Linked DNA regions of Mus musculus: region 1 is linked to region 2. Evidence: chromatin contacts called from public ChIA-PET data. All regions are on one chromosome and are shown on one strand. The core of a region is the stretch at or near the end of the contact, and the rest is flanking DNA. Distances in the headings are between cores, read along the strand shown.

What was found. ChIA-PET counts read pairs in DNA pulled down with a chosen protein or histone mark.
Region 1: a contact with region 2 is called in an RNA polymerase II ChIA-PET map of effector CD8 T cells, with 5 times the contacts expected there. The contact joins two enhancer-like sites. A contact is called at or near these places in 8 of 39 promoter capture datasets (the C10 cell line, the HPC-7 cell line, embryonic stem cells and 3 more), 1 of 484 Hi-C or Micro-C datasets (embryonic fibroblasts), 3 of 115 datasets of contacts at active chromatin or transcription factors (bone marrow-derived macrophages, effector CD8 T cells and large pre-B cells) and 3 of 9 other capture datasets (adipose tissue, embryonic tail and liver).

The regions. Positions count from the first base shown.
Region 1 is chr1:39,941,794-39,947,680 of GRCm38.p6, reverse strand. The region is part of intron 2 of Map4k4 (mitogen-activated protein kinase kinase kinase kinase 4); the gene reads right to left. Among named protein-coding and RNA genes, the nearest start is that of Map4k4, 44 kb to the right of the region's middle. RefSeq lists an enhancer at 1-2,071. Within about 2 kb of position 3,155, at least 107 of the 459 cell types and tissues checked have an H3K27ac peak or open chromatin away from gene starts, as enhancers often do. A contact at or near this core is called in bone marrow-derived macrophages and effector CD8 T cells, where this site is marked.
Region 2 is chr1:39,554,910-39,561,295 of GRCm38.p6, reverse strand. Rnf149 (ring finger protein 149) reads left to right here. Exons shown (of 7, transcript NM_001033135.3): 4 at 521-603; 5 at 2,885-2,981; 6 at 5,626-5,818. Among named protein-coding and RNA genes, the nearest start is that of Snord89, 9.3 kb to the right of the region's middle. Within about 2 kb of position 2,060, at least 34 of the 459 cell types and tissues checked have an H3K27ac peak or open chromatin away from gene starts, as enhancers often do. A contact at or near this core is called in bone marrow-derived macrophages and effector CD8 T cells, where this site is marked.

The DNA of each region.
Region 1 (5,887 bases), core at 1,906-4,405, 390 kb before region 2:
CGCATCACATCGCCACGCGATGCCTACCATATTGTATATTCTGGATCAGGATTTCGTCTAGACCCTTAAGATGAGGCACCTCTAACTGAGAAACATACAATCCCTGGTATCATCGCCTGGGTCACAGCATCACCGGTTACCACATTCAGTTAAAAGTTCACTTCCCATCACAAGCTTTCTAGTCCTGAAAATGACTTTGCTTAGCAGGGACTCCTGGTTCTATTTTTCCAGCCAAGAACCTAACTAAAAGCGTCGAAGTTGGCCAGTCCTACAGACCTGCTGGGCCAGCATGGTTCAGGGAGTTCACCAAGGTGAGCTCTGGCTGCTTCCAACTGTGACTGCCCTGTCCTGCTTCCAGATCCATGCTGTGTGCACTCAGCGCAGGTGACAGATGTGGCACCTACGATGCCAGACACACAGACTCAACTACTTATGCAATATCTCACAAGTCTCTCTGTAAAAACCAAGCCATCCTGTCTGCAGCCATAAAAGAAAAAAAAAAAAACAAAGCCTCAACTCTTCATTAACATAATCAGGAAAATGAAGTGCTTTGTTTACATCAAAACCAAAGAAAAGCATTTCTGCTCCGGTAGAATATTTATTCTTTACACTGTACTTACTGCTGCAGTAGAATATGTACTGTTTATAGTAATTTGTAAAGCACAAAAGCTGCATAGAAACCTTATTGTCTGAACAGTTTGCTCCCAGAAGATTTATAAAAACAACTGGTCCTTTGAGTCCCTCCTAAGTGGGAGATGCATCTGACCCCAGCCAGCATGAGGGATAGAGGAAGAAAGAGCAAGACTTGGCCATATTGTGAGTTTGAGGCCAGCACAGGTCTAAAACAAAAGATTCCTTTGATTAATCCAGTTAAACAACTCAGCTTTAAGCTAGATTTTGTTTTAAACTCTACTTTTCTAACCATACTTAACCTCCACTTAACTACATTGCTTTACCCAGTTAATACTTTGATCATATTGGATGGAGACATTTTTAAAACTTCAGTGAAACAGAGACAATCATTAAAAGGAAAGGGGGCGGATTTGTGAGAACTGTTACACTGCCTCTGTCACCAACAGCTCCCTCCCCGCCTCTCCTAGGAAATCTACAAACTTGAAGGAAATACTAAAAAGGTGGTGTTATGCAAGAATCTTCAAAAATGAGGGGGTGGGGATCTAAGAGCTCTTTCTAGGAGAAAACCAAGGAGACCAAAGGGCACGAATTCAGATCGCACAGACATTTAATATGGTTTAACAATCATTTTCAATGATTCTCTGTAAGACACTCCAGTAAGAAGCCTAAATAAAATAGTACCCCTTTTTTAATAGCAGGAGGACCCCAAAAGAGACTGATTTAACTCGAGATTGCTTAACTTGAGAGAACAAGCTGGCAAGGTGACAGGTTACTTCTGATGTCCCTATATCTGACACTGGCTGAGTTTCTCAAGCCTTTTCCTTCCTTTCTTCAGACCAGCTACCTCCTCATACAAGGAAAAGCATCTAAGGCCAAGCTATAGGAACCTCAGGACAAAGGATGCCAAGGAAACAGTGGGGAGTCAACTTGAGACCTGGGGGAGCTTTATATAGACACTGAGGAGAAGACAAAAAGCATCATGGTATCCTCAAGTCTCTCTGTACCATCCCTTTTTCAAAAAGGATGTAAGACAGCATTATCGCCACAACCACAACACACAAAACATCTGATTTACCATGTTCCAAGACAATGAGTTCTACCATCAAATCCACTGTTACATGGCAGACTGTTTTTATAAAGTTTTATTTTCCCATTTAAAATACTCAATGATCTGCCGGGCAGTGGTGGTGCACACCTTTAATCCCATCACTTGGGAGGCAGAGGCAGGCGGATTTCTGAGTAACAAAAAAATAAAAAATAAAAATAAAAAATAAATACTCAATGATCGGTTACTAGAACTGTACATTTGATTTACTGAATTAAAATTCTGGAATGAATTTTACACTTTGATTTTTATTATTTGCAAACAACAGATCATTATGCTGTAGATATGACCTACTCCCTACAGTTTTTATTACTTGCTAGGATGGTGTTCTCACAGACACAGAAACATAGTTTATTTGCAATGTTTCTGAAACTTGTAACAAGTATTCTAGAACTGCCAAGTGAGGATGATCTAAAAATAGGTTAATAGGTCATTATTCCAAAAGCACTCACAAAATAATACCCACAGCAACGAGTTTCTGACGTCACTTAACTTCATGAACTACTGCTGAAGGTTCCTTAGGCCTAAGCTTTCCGCTCATGTACCTTCTATCTCAAAGCTACACACAAATCCTTGTGCAGTGCTCTCAACAACTGAGACCTCAGAAGCTAAGCAAGCCCTGCATCTGTGTTCTCCATGAAATAAAATACAAAACTCACTACCTATGGAGGTATGCCTACAGCTTCAACAACACCTGGATAAAGTCAGTGCTAACACCAAGCTGCAGGCCTAAGGGATAAACAAGGCAGCCCTGTGACAAAGAGGATCACAAAGCACAAAGGACAGGGGCGTGGGGTCCCTCCTGACACTAGCACTACAAATGCCACTCCCACCGACCTTTAACCACTGAAGGATAAGTACTGATTTCCCCAGCTACAAACAAGAACAGGCTGGTCTATATTGCGTCTCCTCAGTTTCCAGATGTGATGTCAGCTACAGCTTATATTTAGGCCTATAATGAAACCTCGCAGGAGGGTCTGAGAAGCAGCACTTAGGGTCTATGATTTATTTTAAGATCAGAGTCTTCATGACCTCCTGAGGCAAAGATGGGTCAAACACAAAGAGAGGGGCATCCGCTGTTCTCATGATGTACAGGCAGAAAGCTGGCACGCCTTTCTACTGAGCAGATGCTCACCTCATTGAGCATCCTCAGCAACAAAAGGAAACTCGACTCTCTATCCCTTACACACACACACACACACACACACACACACACACACACACACCACCTCACAGAACAAAACAAGGCGACAAACACCACCTCCCCAAGACCAGCAACACTGAGGGTATTGCTATACTCCACGTGCCCAGAAATGCAACAGCAGTGCAGAGCCACTGTTCCCCAGCTCTATGAATAAGGCTCACTAGGACAGCCACTTCACAGCACAGCCAAGTGAAGAGGAACTGTAGCACTGGCTGGGTTTACTTCCTGCCCCTAGGCAGTCAACTAGGAAAAAATGCTAACTGTCAGTTAAGATGTGTGTACATATGACTCAAAGCCCCAAAATGCTCACAATGCCAATATTTTCACTCCCAACAAAAATGGTGGGTTATATTTTAATATTCCTTTCTTACTGTACAGAACTAAGAGCAGGCACAGTCAAATCTTCAGTGACAGCTCATAATGAAAAGGCCAATGGCCAATGAGAAAGCAAAGGTGGATGTATGAATGCACAAGGTTCTGTCAAGTTCTCTCAGATAGTTCTCCTTCCTCAGAGAGTATCCCTCACAGTAGTAACTAACAGCTTATTAATAAAAACATCCTTAAAAGTACTTTAAGGGAAGTGGGCGATGTGGAAGAAACCGTGTTTACTGGCCACGAAGGTGGGAAACAAGGAAAGGATGAAATGCAGCCGACTTCCATTATCCCTTTTACCAAACTCAGAACTCAGATATGGCTAAGCCTTCCTGCTGCACAGCTACATGGCCAGCATTCCTGCAACAGGCAGTTCTTAATGCAAACACAAATGCCCGTATACACATTTTGTCCTGTGCAACACGGACCCCGATCCCAGAAGAAGCCAAACTCAGCTACTGACTGTAAGGATGAAGAATACACTAGGGACCAGAAGCCAGGTCTGGGAGACATGATGCCCTTCAGCTCCTCCAATAGTGTCCTAGGCCCACCCAACACTAGCTGTGCAGACTTTCCCTCCTGCAGAGTCCTAAAAATGGAAAATGGGAGGGTGGGAGACAAACAGTGAAGAAGACAGGACAGTCTTCTTGCCAGGCTGAAGCACTTACTTTTAGTCCCTAGTCCTGGCCATGTGAATTCAATCTTTATGACAGACAGAAAGCCTTTACTAGGAAACCTACAAGAAATCTTTTAGGAAATTTTAGGCCAGAATACAAGAATTTTTCACTCTACTTAAAAAATACATATATATCAAAACAAATTCCATTTTTAGAAAGCATTTGACAAAATCTTGTCACTTTGTTAATCAAGATTCACAAATCTAGCACAGGCAAATTCCTCATTAACTTTTCTAAGCTAATACAAGATGGGGGGGTGGGGGGGGGACTAGCTGTCCATACCCTCAACTACCTCAATAGGTTACTCTAAACAGATAAAAAAAAAAGTACATTTTACCCTGCTGCTCGCTCTTATGACAACACACAACTCGGTAGTTATTCTCTGTCAATGTCACTGTATTATGTGGCCTCTTCTGGGTTTCTTTCCAACCCTCTTGAAAATGAATAAAGTAAGAGGCTCTCCCTCTCTTCCCACCACTGAGCCGCTGCTGAATGCTGCTGAATGCGCAAACACGGTGCTGTTTTTAGCGCCAGCCAAATGCCAGCCTCATTCTCCCACAGCACCCTCCTCGGGCTCTAATTCACTCTGCTTAGTGCAAACGTAAATCAACAATTCTAGCTCCCACAGAAAAACAGGCGCATAACCCAGAACCTGAAAGTGATTTCTCACAAATACACCAGCACCCAGTCCCTGGATCTGAGCAGCAACAAGAAGACTTACTGTTAACAAATCCCTGCACAGACTCTCAGTCACAGAGAGAAAACAAAGACCATGCAGATAAATAGCCAACAACGAAAACCAGCAATGTTGTTCAGGGCTAGGCACTCATGCTAGAGCCTGGCTCCTCTCTTGCTAGGACCACCCCTCTGCATCTGTGACCCCTGAAAGTCCACGGGAAAACTCCAGCAGGAGACAAGATGTTTGCTGAAGAGCAAACCATGCAGATGATTTCATTCTTTAAGCCACAAGAATGAGGGGACTTTATAAAACCCACAACTGATTAATTCCAAAGCCGCAGGAGAACACCTGTGAGTGCCGGCAATGTCTACAGTGAATACTGTTTAAATAGATTATCTGTTAGACTTGGGGATATTTTTACCAGGTTAAACACGACTCAGTGGGCATTTGTGGACAAAATGGCTAAAAAGATAACTAAGCTAATAAAAATGGCTCACACACTTGCTGAAATCCCTACAACTGTGTTTCCTAGGTCAGAGCCTGATGAGGCCACTCAATAACTTCATTTCTTCTCAATAAAAATAGATACACACACATACATACACACACACACACACACACACACACACACACCGCTAAATTCTCCAGGGAATGCATTTCACATTTCGACAGCCTCCTCCAGGCAGCATAACGAAAATGTTTGTGTGCAAAATACCAAAACACACTCAAACACTTCTATTTCAAAGACCTCAGATCACAACTCTGCCACCGACTAGCTCAGTAAAAAGTCAAACAAGCTTCATAAACAGCCCTAAGCCTAAGTCTCATTACCTAAGAACAAGAAAATAATCTGAAGAATAAACTGAGACAGTGTAAGCAGAAGCAAGCTCTACAACTTGTAGCATGCACAGAACACACAGTAAACGCTATTGTTGCCACAGTCATTTATGATGCAGACAGAGCCAGTATTGTCCAATGCTCTGTGCCGCCCTTGGTGCCATGACTCTATCTGCACAAGGCTGCCAAGGCTCCCTGTAGGCAGAACCTGGCACCAGGAAAAGCAGGACAGGGGCACTTTGGCTGGCATGGTTTTATAGACAGACACAAGACAGGACCCAGCAGTGACAACACAGAATGTGACTGTAGTTGAACTTTTCAGTAGAGTTCAGTGGAATGCCCTTGAATTCTAAGCCAGCACCTTTCAGGGTGTACAGTCA
Region 2 (6,386 bases), core at 811-3,310:
AAAAATTTTTTTTCATCATAGCTGGTGTGGCTGGAATGTAGTTAGCTTCCTAGAGTGTTAGCTAGCATTGAAAACGTCCTGAATCCATTGTCCAGCCCTATCTATAAAACTGGGCCTGGTGATTCCTGAGTACAGTCCAGATGTTTGGAAGATGGAGGCAGGAACATGAGAAAATCAAGGTCACCGCTGGCTACACAGCGAGCCTGAGGTCAGCCTGGGAATAAGACCTCTAAAAACAGTGATTTGCTTGTCTGTAGCCATTAGTCATCTAATACTTCTTCAGACACTTAGTATTCAAAACGCTGTTAGTGCCTGGGCTAGGCAGACAGTGGTTTTCTTTCCACCTTTCATTCAGTTTCTTTAAAAAACTGCTAGCGGGAAGAAGGAAATATGTTTTAGGTTCCGGTTGTTCCAGCATAGAGTAGTAGGATCCATTGCTTTGGTCGGTTTCATTGTTTTCTAACTTATTGTTGCTGTATGTGCAGTGTGTGTACATGTGACTCTCCCTCTCTCTCTGCAGGGAATTGATGTCGATGCTGAGAATTGTGCAGTGTGTATTGAAAACTTTAAAGTCAAAGATGTTATCAGAATCCTGCCATGCAAGTATGAATACTTTTTTCCTACTAAGATACTGAAAATTACTTAACAAGTCTCACTGTTCTGACAAAGGGTTCCATGTTCTCTGACAGGAAGTCATTATGATCTTGGATTACCTCATCTTTCCTATTGTCTTCAGAGACCTGTAGGTGACCACTAAGAGCTGCTGTGCGTCTTTGTCTTGCATTGGCTTTTAGTCTTACCAAGGCTCGCTTAGACTCCTTCACACACCCAGTAATGCAGAGCACATGCTAACTAGAAAGGAGCAAGAACGTAGGACTGAGAGCCTTCAAGTGGCCCAGAAGCAGGGTCAGACCCACAGAAGTTTGCCTTTACTTATTTGCTGAGTGTGGGTTCCTTTCGAAGCTGTAGGAAATGAGTACCCTCCCTTTGCTGAGGTTTCAGTAGCACAGATGCACTTAAAACTGGGAAGTAGCCATTTTATTTTTAATAATCTGTTATTTTAACTGACTTAAAACATTTTGTTTAAAAAAGTTGCTGATTAGCCAGGAGGTGGTACACTCAGACCAATACTTGGGAGACAGAGGCAGGGGAATCTCTGAATTTGAGGCTAACCTGATCTACTGAGTGAGTTCCAGGACAGCCAGAGTTACACAGAGAAACCCTGTCTCAAAAACATACCTCCATAAAAGAACTGCTGATTAGCAAAAGGGCTTGTTTTATGTATAGAACTTAGATGTTTTTCTTTAAAAAAAAAAGTCTAATAAATGTCAATTATACTTTACATATTTTAGAATCAAGTTGCAGAGTACTGTATTAGCTTCTTTTTTTAATATTTTACTATGTATATGGTACTTTTTAGTAGATTGAATTCTTGATACCTCTGATGAGGAAATAAAATGAGTACCACAATAATAACAGTTCCCCGAGGCACGCCTGGCTAAATTCTGTCAGTGTGTATAAACGATCAGCACGAGGGCATTTAGTGAACTGAGGTCAGTATAGGTTGATCATGTTCTGCACACGAGCATTGGAAGAGTTTTAGGCTGGTTTTAGAACAGGTTTCAGAGTGATGCTCAAGAGTGCACAGAAGAGAGGGGGGGTGCTGACAGCTGCACTGAGCTCATGCTGGACCTGTGCAGATGTGTTAGCTGTGCACATTACTTGCTCTCCTCATTGGGGTTGTTATTTTGTCCACTTTTCTCCTAAGCAACATGTTAAAACATCCCCAACAAAACTGAAGTTTCTTCCTTGTTTTTGGACAATTTCTTCTCGGTCAGTGAGTTTTAATTTGTGGTTGAATGACAAACTGAACTAGAGTGTTTCACAATTAAGAACTACTATTTTTTTTTTTAAGAATTACTATTTTTAATGGTACTGGCAGATTTTTGTTTAAAGAAAACCTTCAGCAGAGTAATTATAATGAGTAGTATATGTAGACACTGAACAGCTGATGGTGTAGGTGTAGAGAGTAGGAGACATACAGCTCCTTGTGGTCATGCTGTCTAGTCACACAGCTGGGGTTTGAGCTCTGTCTGTCTGGTTTCAAAACCTGTAGTTCACACATGTAAGAGGGGCAGGAAACCAAGATAAACCAACAAGGAAAGAAAGTGTGTGCGTGCGCCTTTCTGGTAGCACAGATGTTTATTCAAGAGTAGGCTTATAAAATGTGTAAATGGAAATAACCATTTTTTCTGCCACTCAGATGATTAATATATATTTCCACTTGAGTCACTTTATAGACTTGAAGAAGATATTATCAACTTGGGATTAGTTTATTACTGGTACCTTATTTGTGGGCTTTGTTAGCCTAAATGGTTTAGAATAAGTATTCTACTGAAGCACATGAAAATGATTGGGCATTGTAGCGCTTAACAGAATCCCAGCACTTGGGAAGCATAGGTACAAGGAGTCTGAGTTCAAGGCAATCCTGGACCACATAGCACATTCGAGGCCAATTGGGTAACATAGCAAGACCCTAATCTCAAAACCATAGACTAACGCTCATACACACACATGCGCGCACACACGCGCGCGCGCACACACACACACACACACACACACACGATTTAGTATGTGGTGGAAATAGATCTACCATATTTTTGTTTAATGAAGAGCTTTCACTTTAAAAGAAAAAAAAAAGCATCACTAAGTCCAAATCTTAAGTGGGAAATAGACTGGAAAATAACTTAGACAAGTAGGTGGACTTCATGTTAATGTGTGGTTGGCTCACTTTATACAGGGTGTGTTGGTAAAATGCGTTATTTCCTTTATAAGATATGCAAACATTTATTTTAAGACATTAATACATACTTAATTTTTTTAGGCATATTTTTCATAGAATATGCATTGACCCATGGCTTTTGGATCACCGAACGTGTCCAATGTGTAAACTTGATGTCATCAAAGCCCTGGGATATTGGGTTTGTTACGTTTTTGTTTATATTCAATCTCTACCCCAGTTCTTCCTGAGTATCTCACTTTTATTACTGACCCAGAGGCAAGGTGAACAGATGAAATATTCCTTCTGATATCCTTACTGTTACTTAAAGAAGTTTTCAGTATTTAAAATGAATATGTAGAATAGTCCACATAAATCCGTGAACTGAGTTTATGACAGAATACTATATAGCCTATGAACATCTTCCCCAATCTGTAATTCCGAAGTATAGCTCTGCATATGGTAGCATCCTCTGTGTGTGTGTGTGCTTATGCATGCATGGGTTTGTGCATGAGTGCAGATGCTTGCATGTTTGGTTTTATGTAAATTGAATCATAGAATGTATGAAGTAAATAGAGGTGCCACCTATATCTTCTGGCTTCAGAGACACATTTTACACATACTATACCCAATAGATTCTGATTATCTGCTCTCACTTTTTATGGGCTCCACAGTTTTTTTTTTTTTTTTAGACTTGCATGTACTCTATTATGCCTCAAAATACTATTGATAAAATTATAACTTATTTTAGCTAACAATATTTGAAGGACTGAGAATACAGCTCAGGGTGCTTGAAGGCCTTGCGCCAAAGTCCTGGACTCAATCTCCCTATCACATAAACTGGATGAACATTGTATACAACTTAAAACTGTTATAGCCATGTATGCATCTATAATGGTGTCTCTAGGAGCTATGCCTGGAACAGGGCTGGCTTCATGGGATGCAGGTGTGACAGTCGCCCTTTAGCTTGGTGTGGCCCTTCAGGGAGAAACTGTTTCATCCAAGGACGGCTGTACTACAGCCTCATCCTGCTTTGTCCTGAAATGTGTCTTCCTTATAGAACTCCTAAACTTCCTTTATTGACAGCTTTTCATTATCTGTCCCTTTAGCCTGAGATAGCATACCTCCCTCATGGGCCTGGTTCATGCCCTCTATGTACAAGCTGCAGTTCAACAAGAGGTTGAGTCTTCATGGTTCAGAATTTTAAATGAGAAAACACAGAGCTTGATGAATTGTTTCCTTGACAGAATCTAATTCCCTTCCTTAAATGCACTGTAAGCTTATGCTCAGTTGTCTTTTTTGAGTGATTCTAAACCAGCTTTTCCACTCTTGACATTTATGTGAGACCAATTTCTGTTCTTAGCTAAGCAGAGACTCGCATTCTCATACATTTTGTTCAGAGAGTATAGGCCCACTTATTTCATATATAAGAGATGAGTCTTCATTTTATATGAGGTTGAATTCTTTTCTTACTAGAATACAGAGAATGCGTGCGTATGTGGCGTACTTTGTGAAGGATAGGAAGCTATTATAACTTCAGCACTAGGGGTGTGTCTTGCTTTTAGTGTCTCAGTTTCTAGAGGAGGGCCCATTTCCCTATTACCAGTAGAGTTCTCAGTGACTCTTAAGACTTCAACGCAGTCCTTTGGTTTGCAACCATATCCACTACATTCATTGAGCAAAAACTGATCAGACAAATGCTGTCTAAGATGTTAAATTGAACTTGGCTCGGAGATAATTACGGTATAGTATAGAGATAATTACGGTATAGTCCCTTTGCTAGAGCAAGGATTCTTGGGGATTTCACTTTCAGGCCAACCGGGGCCAGTGCATATCCGGAGATACAGCACAGCAAGGGAACTTGGTAGATGCCATCTGGGTCAGAAAAGAAAGTGTTTATGCTGCCTGCTAGACATGGAGAAATGGAGGACTGTATTTTAGTGGGACTGCTGAGGGACTGTCACCTCAGTGCGTAGTAGGTGGATGGTGTGTGCACGGGGATGTGAACTCGGGTGGAGCTTGGTGGAGAGCTAGGTTTGGCAGCTTTGTTGAGAAACAGATTGGGATGAGGCTAAACAGGAGTTGGTATTGTAACATTTCAACAGGAATTTTGCTTGATGTGTCTAGGATGTCTAGTTACTGGTGAGGGAAGAGGGAGTGGTTTTAAAATGCTCCTAGGACAGAGCAGAGATGTCTGAGTGCCTGTGAACCCACGCTCACAGCCTACAAACCCTTAGTCACTTCCCAGCAGTTTCATCTACCCACGTGCATCTGTGGCTCTTAGGTTAACCAGAAAGAATGTCTGAGACACCCACCCACTGGTGTTGGGGCTTAATGGAGTATGACTAAAGGAGTCTCTGGCCATGCTTTCATTATCTTCCTTCAATGCAACAAAGAGAAGGAGGTGGGAGGGGAGTTGGAGACAAACCACAGTGGAGAAAGGACACAGAACAGATTTTTAAAACAGATAAATGAAGCCTTCATCTATTTAGAGCCTCTTTGTCTCTGACACCCTGGTGCTATGCTGTAAAATGGCCCAGGGCTGCTGCTGGGGCTGCGGGAGCAGCAGTGACGCTGTACAGACTCCGCAAGAAGACAGTTTCAGGAAGTAGCCTCTTTGTTTAAATCATTTAAAGGGCGAGATACAACTTCCATCAAGTAGGGAAACTCTTTAGAGGAAAACAAAACAAACTTAATAGGTCTTTCTGACTGGATACAGGAGATGGTGTGCCTCCCACCCCGTTCCCTGTAGAGAGCCAAAGATATCTCAAGTGAATTTACTAGCAAAATGACCCCGTACTGGTCATGTCACTGAGAAAGCCATTGTCTTTTGTCTGCCTCTCAAGGGGGACCCTGAGGATACGCAGGAGCTACCCACCCCAGAAGCTGCCCCAGGAAGGGTTTCTGTTGGGAATCTGAGTGTGACATCCCAAGATGAGGAGAGGAGTGAAAGCAACCTTCCATCATCTTCCTCGAGCGAGTCTGGGCCACACCGCCCCTGTCTTAAAGAAGATGCAGGGGAGGACACAGCATTACTAGGTATGTGGCTACAGATATAAGCGCACAATGTTACCAGTGAATGGAACAAAGTGGAAGGCAGGAAAGTACTGTCGTGTACATAAAAACCACAGGCCCCCACTTCGAGATACCATTTCAAGTTTTTGATGCATACATTCTCAAGAATGGGGGATATCACACAAATGCTGTTTGGTAAACTGTTCTTTTAATGTATGAAGTTCTTTCTGGATCACTTGGTAGATAAATTTTTATGACCAAGTTTTTTAAATTTTCTTTTGAGTTGCTCAATTCATGTCTATGTCTTCAGTGGTTTCTGTAGTCTCGTCGTATTGTGTAGCATGTGGTGAGGTCCTGGTCTTCTTGCAGCTGCTTCTCAGCTCAACTGCTTTTTCTTACTAATTCTTAGTTAACTTTTCTGATGCCATAACAAAACACCATGACCAAAGCAACTTAAAAGGAAATATTTATTGGCGCTTAAGAGTCCATGATCCTCATGGTAGGGAGCGTGGCAGCAGGCAGGCATGCCCTGGAGCAGTAGCTGAGAGCTCACAGTTTATCCACAATGAGAGGAAGGAAGGGAGAAGGACTG